Regions from separate parts of the Mus musculus genome. Here all the other regions are linked to region 3. Evidence: chromatin contacts called from public Hi-C and HiCAR-type data. All regions are on one chromosome and are shown on one strand. The core of a region is the stretch at or near the end of the contact, and the rest is flanking DNA. Distances in the headings are between cores, read along the strand shown.

Region 1 (3,919 bases), core at 799-3,298, 260 kb before region 3:
GAGATAAATAGTGTAAGCCGGGTGTGGTGACACACACCTTTAATCCCAGCACTCAGGAGGCAGAGGCAGGAGGATTTCTGAGTTCGAGGCCAGCATGGTCTACAGAGTGGGTTCCAGGATAGCCAGGGCTATACAGAGAAATGCTGTCTTGAAAAGCTAAATAAATAAATAAATAAATAAATAAATAAATATAAAAAGTTTAAATTCAATGAGATGGCTCTACAGGCAAATAAGCTTGCTGAAAAGCTTGTGGTTCTACTTCAGTCTCTTGGATCCACAGAGTCAGAGAGAACCAACTTTGGCAAGTTATACTCTATTCTCAGCATTCACCCTTCTTAGGATAGATTCACACCATTTACCGTATACTCATACACACATACTTGTATATACACACATGCATGCCTGAACAAAATACAATTTTGAAAATAAAAATAATGTAAACAGTATAACCATCTATCTTTTTACATGCCAAAGTATTTGAATAGAAAGATACCAATTATGTTTCCTTGGCACTCCCACATACATCCAGGTATATATTTAAGTGAATGCAATATAGCAAGTTGTAGAAGAATTTGTTCTTACTGCTGAATGCAATGTGATCAATATAGAATCAATATTGTTTCATGTACTGCACAAAGGAGTGCACCCAAAGCTATGATTCACAGACAAAATCCAGCATACCAACTGCTTAGGGGAATTTGGAGCAGCTTGGGCCTCTATTTGCTGGTGGTGTGATTGCAAAACGGGATATTCCCTTAGTAAGACAGTGCACAATTCTCTTACCTAACTCTCATTTAGCAATCTATAAGTTTTACTTCTTGTCCTTTATGATTGGGGTTGAAATCTTAAAGACAGTCAAGGAGTTCTATAAAATCTTGGAATGTAGCTCAAATGACCCTTGTCAAACTTTAGAGAAAACCAAAGCATTCTTCAGCAGGCCAATGTATAAACCATCTGGCATAAGAATAAGAAAGATGCCAAGAAATAACAAAGAAGAATCGTCCATGGAGAAAACCCTAAAAAACAAAACAAAACAAACAAAACCAAAAAAACAAAAAACCAAAAAAAAAAACCAAATAAAAAAAATGTGCACAATGCAATGGAAAGAGCAAAAGGCTAAGTGTAACCTGTGTCTGAGGAAAATCAATAAATATACAGAGCACAACTATACTAAGGTTGTGTGCATCTTCTTAGCCACACCCTTCTTAATGTAATGCACACCAATGAGATGCACAACACAAAACATAAATCCAAAAGTCAGCTCTGCCTTTGGATGGTGATGGTGGGCCCATATCAGGGCACCAACATCAACAAATACTACCAGTGATAGTGACTGATAAAATAGGAAAAGGTCCTGTTTACTGGGAACCAGAGGACAAATGGGAAGAGAACCGTTCTTTTTACTTCATTTTTCTGTAAATTTAAAACGGCTCTACAAAAAGAAATCCATTTTTAGATCATGTAAAAAATTGCTGTATGGCTTTATCTATCTCAGAGAAAAGTTTGCTAGTGTACAACCAGTGAGATGTTTGCTTCAATTGCTCCAGAAATTCTCCACTAATTCAAAACACTGTGTTTGGATATGAAACATGAGTCGAGGCACCTGAGGAATTTCAAAGGTTTCCATCAGAGTCCCCAAGGTTCCAAAAACACAGACAATCAAACCTTTGTGGTAAGTTGGCAGTGAGAATGTAAAAATGCAGCCAAACTGGCTGTGTTGGCAAGCCTACCTTAGGACAGTTTCATAAATGCATTTGTAGAGTGTGTCAATCTGGATAGCTGCCTGGAATTTCCTGCTACTTGTATGTGTATTGCTATTTCTAGGGAATGCAGCTATCTATGATAGATGATTTCTAGGGAATGCAAGGGACAGCCTCACTCAGTTCTTCTTTACTTCTTCCTAAGGCATTTGAGAAAGGGTAATAAAGATATTATCTCATGCTATGGAGTGTTGACATAATCATCCCTCCTGGAAGCAGGGTTACTCCTGGTGTGTCACTTTCAACAGAGCCACAAAGTCCTGCTGCAGCTGGCTGGTCCCCATTCCTTTTACCACTCAGAAAACACTCAGTAGACATCTTTGCCAATGCTGACCATCCTGCTTTGTGTACTGAGATCCTAAACTGTGCTAATTACTCTGGCTGGAATTCAAAAATCATAGCTCCTTTGCCAGGAGTAAGACAGCGGTCCCTAGAATGCTGGGCGAGGGAGGGGGCTAAGGGGGCTCACAGCTTTCAGCTTATTAAGCCACCATGCTGGCCACTTCATCATAGAAGTCTTTATGCCCCTAGAAGCCAAGAAAGATTTATGGAGCTGCTTACAAATTAAAGGAGATGCTGAATAGGCAAGCACACACTTCAGCTCTCTGTGAATAGTGCTAGGAAAAAATAATAATAAAACAGTGTAAAACATACAATACCACTGTGCTGTTCAACATGTGCAAACTTATGATTGACCTTGGGTTTTAGAATTTATATTACAGATGATTTTGACTCCTACCTGTGAAGTATCAAAGCAATAGTAGTAAACTGTCAACAATCTTTAGGGGAGAAAAGTACATATTTCCCAATTGCAAGCCCCTGTAAACTGCCTGGATTTGTTTGTTTGTTTGTTTGCCTGCTTGCTTGTTTGTTTTGTGGCAATCTCACATGACAAAAAATAATAATAAATTCCACAAAATGACAAATCAATCATTTTTAATATCTTTTATCAGATTCATTTCCCTTCTTCCTCTTGGGGGTGATTAATAAAGTTAATTTGGTGTTGAAAGTGGCCTCTTTTCCTCCTTCTCCAAAATGTATTTGAAGCCAAATCTTTGCTATAACTGTCAGAAATTTGGAGTTTAATGATTTCCCTGAGGTCTTAGCTCACTCTAATTCCCATTAATGGGTTGCAGTTAGTACAGAAGACAACCACCGTTTTGTTATAACACAGCTACTCTGTGATTTGGCTAAAGGTTTGAGCATATCTGATTTTCTTAATACCCAAGTAAAATTAGATAAAAAGAAGAGAATTGCAAATTAGCAGTGTTTAATTTAGGTTCATGGGGCTGCTGATTTGGGCTTTCCCACAGAGCTGGCTACAGAGGCCTGGCCCAGAAGCAGCCAACAACACCCCATTCCCCAGCCTTCCCTTTTCATCCTGTTCCAGGTTGAACACCCTCCTCTCTCATCTCAGAGCTTTGACCTCAGCATGAATTTTTCTAATTTTCCCTGTTCTCTGTTATTTTTGCTGCATACAAGGCATTTATAAACTCCTTTATGAGAAAATATATAAATTACTTATTGAGTATTTAATATTTTGCCAATCCTGACTTACATGCAATCAAGTGAAGATGTGGTACTGCAAATGTAAATTACTCTGTCATCAAAAACTTGGAATTTGGCAGGAGATAAAACCTATGGAAGAAACAATGGCAGTCCAACAGAGGTCTTTTCAATTAGATGCTGAATCATATACCAGGCAGAGTGAGGCCTTAAACACTCTAAAACAAAGCTCTGACTTACGATGTAGAAACGGATTTAGACCATAATAGATTTCTGTCAACACTAAAGTTTTCTGAATGCTATCTTCAGAGAAGACTGTGAACATAGTAAATGGATTCATCAAATTAGGACAGTAAGAGCAGCGTGCTCATGCCCTTGATGTGGAAGGCATCTAGGAACAGATCCAAGTGGAGAGGGGAAATCTTCCTGGCTTGGATTGTATGCAGAGCAACGTGTGCACATGACAAGGCTGTTCTCCTGGCTGTGCCCCGAGGGTTAAGAGACTTCATTTTGATTTCTAAGTCACTGAGGAATCTGCTTTGTGGATTCATCATGACCTCTTCATGTCCACAAGTTTTCAAGAGAAATAAGAGAAATGCTCCCTTGAGGCTGGATAGATGGCTTAGCAATTAAGAGCATTGCATGTTCTTTCA
Region 2 (3,832 bases), core at 1,195-3,694, 480 kb after region 3:
CCAAAAGTGCAACAATGCCATTTCAAGGCACTCTATAAATAAGATTCTGTTTCCAGCATGGAAGAAACTATTTTTAAAAACAAGATACTGACAGACACTTTCATATTCAAAGTACTCAGCGTTAGTTAAAATTAAATCCTTTATTAACAAAGAGGCTGATGTTGTGAAAACTCTAGCTGGAATTTTCCTCAAGCCTTTCTGGAAAATCGCGGAGCACTGAAGAGTCCTCAAATCAAAGTGTACCTGCAGGACAGAAGCTGGCACCACTGGGGCTGCCCAGGCTGGCCACCCACTGTCATTTTATACGAATGTTTCAGCCATTGTCAATAACACATGATACAGATCTGTTGCTTCAGCCTCAAATACTGAGTTCTGAAGGGCAGGGAGGTCTAAATGAGGTGTGACTGACTAGACTGACTGGTGGACTCTTCTTGGTTCTCCAAGGACACTTTCTTGCTGACTCCTCACTCTGTATAGGGTGGGCTCATCTTTCCTGTCTCTTCCTCACTACTTTCAAGGGTTCATTATTGCTCATGAGCTACAGTCTGTGAAATCCCCACCGGGACTTTAGAACCTCACCAATAAACATTTGAGTAGAAAATCACTCCACTTCAGCTGCCCACTCCATCCTTCATGCCGTAAATCTACATTCATTCCTTCCGTCCAAACTGACTCCACAGTCTTAAATTGTTCCAAGGTCATCTCTCAAGTCTAAAGTCCAAAATTTCCTTTAAATGTGATTTTAATCAAACATAAGCAAGGCTCAATGTGTGATTTTTCTGAGGAAAACCTCTCTATCACTGAGCCTCTAAGCCAAACTAGTTCTGTCCCAATACAAACTAGTCAAATGAAATGGTGGTTCAATTTTTTCATGTAGATACTTAATTCTACAATTTTCATTGTCTCCTTTTCCAAAATTTTCCAAATTCCCAAAATTTATATCAATCCCATTGTCAGACAACTGCACAAGGCACAAATGAACAATGAGCCCGAAGAATACTTCAGATATTACATTGTAATAAAGAATCAATTTGCTAAAAATTATCTCTATTCTTCATTTGAGGCCCATTTGGAGAGAAGAAATGTGGAGAAAAGAAAACCACACCTGATTGTTTCAGTCGCAAGATAAAGGCATAAATGCCCAGGTTGTAGAAATGAATGCTCTAAGTATAACAGAATGAAATTCACAGGTGAGAAGACTTCCTGCAGATAAGGCACATATCCGTACGGCTGGCAATGTGAAGTTTGTTAACTTGGTAACAGGGAAGGGCAGATGGGAGCCTAACCACGTGGAGTAGTGATGTACAATTATTTGGAGAACAACATGAAAATTTTAATGCTTGGTGAAGATTTTAGAGTTTATTTTTTGTTTTGTTTTGTTTTGTTTTTTATACAGTGAAGACTGAAAGCCATTAAAGGCTTCTAAGCATTGAATAGTATTAGCAGAACCATGCTTTTATAAAGATCAAACCTGCAAGGACATGAGTACAGGAAGACAAAAATCTATTAACTTCATAAAGGTGGTGATTTTTATCAGCTTAGTTCACTATTGTTCGCCTGCCGCCTATATCTCAATAGGCGCTCAATAAAATTCTTATTGGATGAATGAATCAATTTCCTGATTTCGTGAAGGCCATGGAAGGAAAGCCTACTTTTATTTGAGATACAACTATAAAGCATGGGGAAGATGCAGTCGTGAGGAGGAGGTAGATAGGAAGGGAATAGCCAGGTATGTGGACAGAACAAAGAATAGTTTTGAAAGGTACGTGTTCTGTTAAGTTGAATGCTGTTGGCTTTAATTCCCAGTTATAAACATAGATCAGAATGGAATTAAATAAGAAAGCAGAGAGCTTGCATTATACTATCATTACTATTTTAAGTAAAGAAAGCCCAAATTTCATAAAGGGCACGAGTGACCTGAATAAGCTTTCAGAGGTTCATTTCAGGAGAGAATGGGTAAGGACAGTAGCTAAGGAGTTGTCACTCTGCACAGCCCCCATGACCTCGGTGGCTATGGGCCTGATAGTCATCCCTCTGCTCAGCAAGTTTGGCTTTTGAAAGGAGCACAGCTGGCAAAATGGCTTACAATCCATGACACCCAGTGGCCTGAGCATCTGAGCCAGCAGAGCCTAAAACAGGGCAGCAAAGGACAGGGTAGCCGCCGGCTGAGCCAGTGGTTAGATCCAAATCTAACAAATCTTACAGGAATGTGGGTCTCTAGCAAATTACTTCTCTTGTCTTTTCTTTGTCTGTGGGAACAAAGGCTGGATTATATAAAAATACATTTTACCTTCTCTTTTGCCTGGTTTAAAGATCAATTATGCCTCCCAATTAAAAACATAAAAAAATCCAACTAAAGACAAATGATCCTCAGCCTGTGCGGGAGCTCTTCTGTCTGCCGCAGTGCATGGCTCTCTAGTTCTGTTACAGTAACATCCAGTGTCTCCACGTCCACACTGTGGGAGGAACAGCAGCCACGTTAGCACTTGCCTGCAAGAAGGAAAAGCTACATCCTAGGGAGGGGGTGTGTGTGAAATGCACAGGGAAAGCAAGGCCTGAATTTCAAATTCTAAAACTATTGAAAAGCTGGTTAAATAAAAGCGCAGGATTTAGCAGTCATTTGGGGATTTAATATGGCCCAGCCTGTTTCATTTCTTTTCTCATGAATTGAAAAATCAAAAGGAATTATTTTAACATTCATGTTTCACCCCTACCTTCTCTTAAGAATTATTACAGCCAAACAGCTAGTTTTTACACATAAACTTTTTAACCCATACATGTATGGCTTCTGTTTGTCTTTTTTTCCCATCCCCATAATTAAGGACAATTTTGGGAAGCATCTAACATCACTGTGTCGTTTCCTCTGACCCCACTTTAAAGGCTGCTCAAAATGCACCCTCCTGATGCTGAATATCATTTGGCATTTTTAGTATGGTTGGGGTAGAATTGCAGAACTTTGCTTAATTGTGAAAGAGGCAGATAACAATTGATTTTTTTTCTCCTCCTGTAAAAATGTGTTCAAATCTTCAGAAAATATTTCTCTAATGAAAACTGTGTGGGTGAAATTGGAGCTCCTGTGATAGCTTGTGTCTTGGGGAACCTTGGGTCCAGCATGACCTCTCACCCTATTCAGACTGTATAGCAGAGATTGCGGGAGCCTGCTGCCATCAGCTCACACAGGGAATCTAGGTCTTCAGGAGACTGTATTGTGCGAATGATGTTGTTTGCATTCATCACTGACACACAAGACATCCTGACCTTCCCACTGCCACTGTTGAGGTTTGGGTAGGATATATCTGAAGTGACTGAAGGAACAGTGCATTCTCATGGAAGGTTGTTGATGATGTATCTTTTTATGCAAACCAATGAGACAAAGCAACTTTGATGAAGATGTAGACCCTTAAATATCAAAATCCAGATCCTGTTGTGGATCAAAATATTTTCCAAACATACAAAAGCAGTAGAAAAGTACTATAATAGATGGCTGAATTAATATGCAATAGACAAGAAATGCTTAAATAAAAATCTAAAGTTACAAGTAATGTTTCCAAGTATTGTATGATATTTTTATCTAATAAGCAGCACTGGCTTTGACCAATATTCTTTTCATACTGAGAATGAAGAAAATATTGAAACAATAACAATGGAGGTAGGTTGCTAAGCATTGCCAGACATTTTGTGGCTATCCTCCCTCCTGAATCAGTCATTTGGACAGAATGTAAGAACGTTAAACCCTACAGCATGGGTTTAAAGTAGATGAGTTTCTCTGTCTTTCTAAAGCCCTTTGATTCATAGCAATAATCCTGAACTAGTTTTTCTTAGATGCCTGTGA
Region 3 (4,395 bases), core at 1,157-3,656:
GGCCACAGAATCCCCCCATCCTATCCAACACCCCCCACTACCACTGCTGAAGATGTTAGTTAGTCTCTGGGGAAAGCAGTTAGGAAAGGATGTCTTTCAGTGGCTTGTACTCTGAAGGCGCTGGCTCTTCCATCCCTGCATACAATATCCTTAAACTTTGGCTCAATGCCAGAAACTGAGGCTTCTGCCTCTTTTCATTGGCGTCTAGTTTATCGATAGCGAAATAATACCGCATGGAACTAGTTGGCCACGTAGTGGGAAGTCAAGCCTTCTAATACCTCGTTTGTCCTAGATAATTTTAAGCTTTATCCAGAGTGCACTGCCAAGAATGTTAAATGAAGTACACAAGAGGAGAGCTTTAGGTATCTGGCATCAATATTAGTGGGAGGCTGCCATTTGACAATAATTTCCCTAGCACAGCAGACGGTAAAGAAAAATGTTTTCATTCATCCGCAAATGACTAACATTTTATTGATGTTTCGAAATGCGGCTGAATACTACCGCACTTTCAATTCCCGAGCGGGTTCTGAGAATTAAGCCTGAATACTAATCACATCAGTAGCTCCTGCTGCAAACCTCTCCGTTAATTGCTGAGCCTCGCAGGGAATCTTCTGCAGGGTGGTGATGTTGCTTAGAGGCTCCTGGATAGTCAGTCTGGGTGGTCCCGGGTGATGTGAATTGCTGGCCCTACCCCATCTATCCTTAGACAACGTGATAAATAAAAATAAAAAATAAAAAGCCACCTTGGGTACCACCAACATCTATGACTCCTGCCTGCCTCATCAAGAGCTCAGTCTGGGGAGGAAGCCGGATGCTGACCCCTGCAGAGATCCTTGCTTCAGTGCGCTCTGCCGCGGGGCCCTGCTGGCGTTCAGAAAAAAATAAAAGAATAAAATAAATAAATAAATAAATAAATAAATAAATAAATAAAGGAGTTCAAATGAGCACCAGTGAAAGACGAATGTGTTTTGTAAATACCGCTACAGGCGGAAGGTGGGGGAAACCAAGTGGTGAGGGTAAGTTATTTCTAACCACCAGCTTCCCAAACTCCTCATGGGCACTGGAATCGCTGTTCTGGATTCAGATTCTCTCATTGATTTGCAAATCGCCTGGAAGACCTCTAGGATCTTAGGGTTGAAAATGAGTGCCAGAAAGGGGGTGGGGGGGGGGGAAGAGTGGACTATGGGGTGACCCCCGTGCCTTGTACCCTGTTTTGCCCTGACCTGGGCGTAGGCTAGCAGATCCGCGGGACACTGCTTGCCCCTTGAGGGGTTGAGGTTACTGCTCAAAGGATGCAGGTCCACCCCAACTGGGAGGCGGTGAAAAAAAAAAATACAACTGGGACTCTTTAAAGCCGAGGAATGCCTTGGCTTCAACCGAATGCGCAAGCCTTCCGCCCAGTAGGCTCAAATGGGTTAAACTGCCTCTTACATAACAGGACCGCCTAGCTCCACACAATTAAAACACTGATTGCAGCCTCCTCCAACTCTGCATCCCAGTAAGGCCCGCCCATCCCTCCCGTTGCGCCTGCGTGTCGCGCGCTCCCGGGCCCAGCACGCGCCCTGCACACTCCATCTCCCTCTCACAAGTGGACACTCTGTGCTGACACCACACGCGCACACACACTCATGCGCAAGTTAGTATCAAGACGCACAGAGAAGGGCAGGCGTTCTCCAGTACGCACAGGCGGACTCACACACGCACTAGCTTTCGGTCGGCATGCCCGAATCACTATACTGTCCCCGTAAAGCAGCAGCGCCGCCACAATCCCTGCTTATCTCCAAGAGAGGGTGAAAAGAAATACCCCCACTAAAGGAAAAATAAGGAACGGAGGGAAGGAAACAGGAAGGGGAGAGAAGAGAGGAGAGGAGAGGAGAGGAGAGGAGAGGAGAGGAGAGGAGAGGAGAGGAGAGGGGAGGGGAGGGGAGGGGAGGGGAGGGGAGGGGAGGGGAGGGGAGAGGAGAGGAGAGGAGAGGAGAGGAGAGGAAGAGAGAGAAGAGAGAGCTAACTGGCAGTTTATTAACAGCGCTATTAGCTAGTCAGGATTAAAAAAAAAATACAAGACAACAACAAAAAAAGCCAACTCACTCAGTCTCAGGCGTCATGATGGCGCCGACCCCAACTTGAGCACTTTAAAGTCGGGGGCCCGAGGAGCCGAAAGCACCAGAGGGCAGGCCTGGCCCTTATGCCCTGACTTCCCAGCCCCGCGGCTCGCAAAGCTCTCTAGTTCGCGCTGCCAAGCCGGACTAGACCTCGGCGTATCCTCAGTCGCCCTAGCTTCCCAGTCCCTCTTCTTTCCTCTTTTTGATCTATCTCTTTCGCTTCTCCGGCCCCCCTCCCTGCCTGGTCCTCCATCCCTGGGCGGGGTTGCTACGGAAACGGCCGCTTGGCAACGCGCGCGAGCCCGGGGGCCGCCGGCCGCTGCTGCGCCCCGCGCTGCCTGCGCCGCCTCCCGCGCTCTGCTCGCAGCCTCGCAGGACGGTGTGCGGCCGCCAGGGATTAGCCACGCTCCGGACGCGGCCGGGCGCCCCGAAGGAGGTGGAGCGCGGTGCCAGGGGGCGGGAGGGGAGGGAGGGAAGGCAAGCTGCAGAGGAGCAGAAAGGAGGCGAGGCCGGGGAAAGAGGGAAACTACGCCCGACAACTAGGGAGGGGGCGAGAAAGAGAAGAAACCCACCCACCCACTCAGAAAAAGGAAAAGAGGAAAAAAAATCTCGTGTGGCGCGCCGCCTGGTTATCGGGCAGCCTCGCCAGCAGCAGGGGGTGGGAGCCGACGCTGCCGGAGAGCGAGCAGCCTGGCAGGCACGGACATGGTGCTCCTGGCGCAGGGCGCTTGTTGCTCGAACCAGTGGCTGGCGGCGGTGCTTCTGAGCCTGTGCTCTTGCCTCCCGGCCGGGCAGAGCGTGGACTTCCCTTGGGCGGCCGTGGACAACATGCTGGTGAGGAAAGGTGACACAGCGGTGCTCAGGTAGGGACCGCGCGCCCTCTCTACACTTGCCTCAGTCTGTCTTTCCGTCCCTTTCCCTCTCTGCACCTTGCTTTACACCCAGAGTGAATCCTGCTGTTGCTCACGAGCAAAAACACCACACCTCAGGCTAGCCACGCATGACCCTTCCTGGGCTTCTCGGACCCCGGGGCAGGGGTCTGGCTGGATTAGGGAGAGAGGGAAAAGCGCTTTCCAAGCAGCCCGGGCTTAGGAAGTGTGGGGCTTGAAGGAGGGGCAGGTGCCACTTTGGAGCCAGGTCTCCGCTCTGCTGCCAGCGGTACTCCAGGAGTCTGACAAGTTTACAGGGCTTGTTTCTGCTTCACTCCGTAAGCGACTTTTCTCAACTGCTGGCTCTGTGCTCCATTTATTTTCCCTCTCACTTGAACAGTAAGATCCAAATATTCCATTCAGCTTTTTTCCCCCTCCTGTAGCTGCTTTCCTTCTGTGTTTCCCTCTTCCTCTGTCCCCTATCCCATTTCTCCAACTCCCTCTTCAGTCACCCCTATTGCCTCCAGTCTCTGGTTTACTCCTATGCTATAGTGTTCCCAGTGTTTCCCTCACACCTTAGTTCCTGTCATTCCTTATTCTCCCTGTTTTTCCAGATTTCCCTTTCCACTAATTTCCGGTCCTCACCATAGCCCTTGTCTTCCCCTCCCAGACCATCATCTGTCTCCAGCTTTGCCTCCCATGCACTTTTCTGTCACACCCACACTCAAGGTCCAGTACCATATTCAGATCCCATAAATCTCGATTTTATGAGCACACTCCCTCTCAGCTCTCCCATCCTCTCATACACTGGCACTTCCCTCCTGTGAGAAATGATTCACACTCAGAACCCCCCCCCCCAGTGTTTAAAGGATGCACACTCCACACTCACTCCACACGTGCACCCCCCAACCCCCAACACACACTTCCCTTTCTCTTCTGTCTGTAGTTTTGCCTCTTGTCTTCCCCTATTTTCACTGAGCTGAGCATGAACAGAGTGTTTGTCGGTGAAAGGTCTCCCTAGCCTGTTTTCCTCAGAAGCCACACTACCAAGTATGCCCAGGGGAAGATTTCCTTTCCCATTGGATATAAATTGATGACCAGTCAAGCTTAGCGCTAAACAGGGCTCCCTGCCCTGCCTTGCTCTTCACTTCCCATAGACCCACCTACACTGTCCCCCTGCCTCCCCCCCCCAAAAAAAAAAACCTGGCTTGCTTTGCCAATATCCCTGGAAGATCTTCACTCTCTCCACTGGGTGGTAGTTTGCTTTTGAGTACAGATTACAGGGAGCCAGTATAATACATGCATGTCTAAGGTGGGGAAGAATGCTTATTTATGGTTGAAACAGGCAACGTTTTAAATTTAAGGATGTAGGTTTCAGGCATGACTTAAAGCTTTTTAATTGTTTTTGAGGCCAATTACACAGG

The links. Hi-C and Micro-C count contacts between places; a contact is called where the count stands out from the background. HiCAR-type assays count read pairs that join an accessible place to other places.
Region 1: a HiCAR-type map of astrocytes shows a contact between it and region 3, with 2.2 times the contacts expected there. The contact joins the enhancer-like site here to the promoter of Negr1 in region 3. A contact is called at or near these places in 3 of 115 datasets of contacts at active chromatin or transcription factors (astrocytes and neural progenitor cells) and 1 of 9 other capture datasets (liver).
Region 2: a contact with region 3 is called in a Hi-C map of cerebral cortex, with 5 times the contacts expected there. The contact joins the enhancer-like site here to the promoter of Negr1 in region 3. A contact is called at or near these places in 3 of 39 promoter capture datasets (hippocampal neurons, maxillary cranial neural crest and pre-B cells), 3 of 484 Hi-C or Micro-C datasets (cerebellum, cerebral cortex and nephron progenitors) and 1 of 115 datasets of contacts at active chromatin or transcription factors (embryonic forebrain).

Annotation. Positions count from the first base shown.
Region 1 is chr3:156,298,428-156,302,346 of GRCm38.p6, forward strand. No RefSeq gene overlaps it. Among named protein-coding and RNA genes, the nearest start is that of Gm33311, 80 kb to the right of the region's middle. Within about 2 kb of position 2,049, at least 18 of the 459 cell types and tissues checked have an H3K27ac peak or open chromatin away from gene starts, as enhancers often do. A contact at or near this core is called in astrocytes and neural progenitor cells, where this site is marked.
Region 2 is chr3:157,038,342-157,042,173 of GRCm38.p6, forward strand. All of the region lies in intron 3 of Negr1 (neuronal growth regulator 1), which reads left to right. Among named protein-coding and RNA genes, the nearest start is that of Gm24373, 170 kb to the right of the region's middle. Within about 2 kb of position 2,445, at least 17 of the 459 cell types and tissues checked have an H3K27ac peak or open chromatin away from gene starts, as enhancers often do. A contact at or near this core is called in cerebral cortex, where this site is marked.
Region 3 is chr3:156,559,388-156,563,782 of GRCm38.p6, forward strand. Negr1 (neuronal growth regulator 1) reads left to right here and starts at 2,407. Exons shown (of 7, transcript NM_001039094.3): 1 at 2,407-2,965. The coding sequence starts at 2,808. It overlaps 4930570G19Rik (RIKEN cDNA 4930570G19 gene), which reads right to left and starts at 2,300. Exons shown (of 4, transcript NR_040399.1): 1 at 2,089-2,300.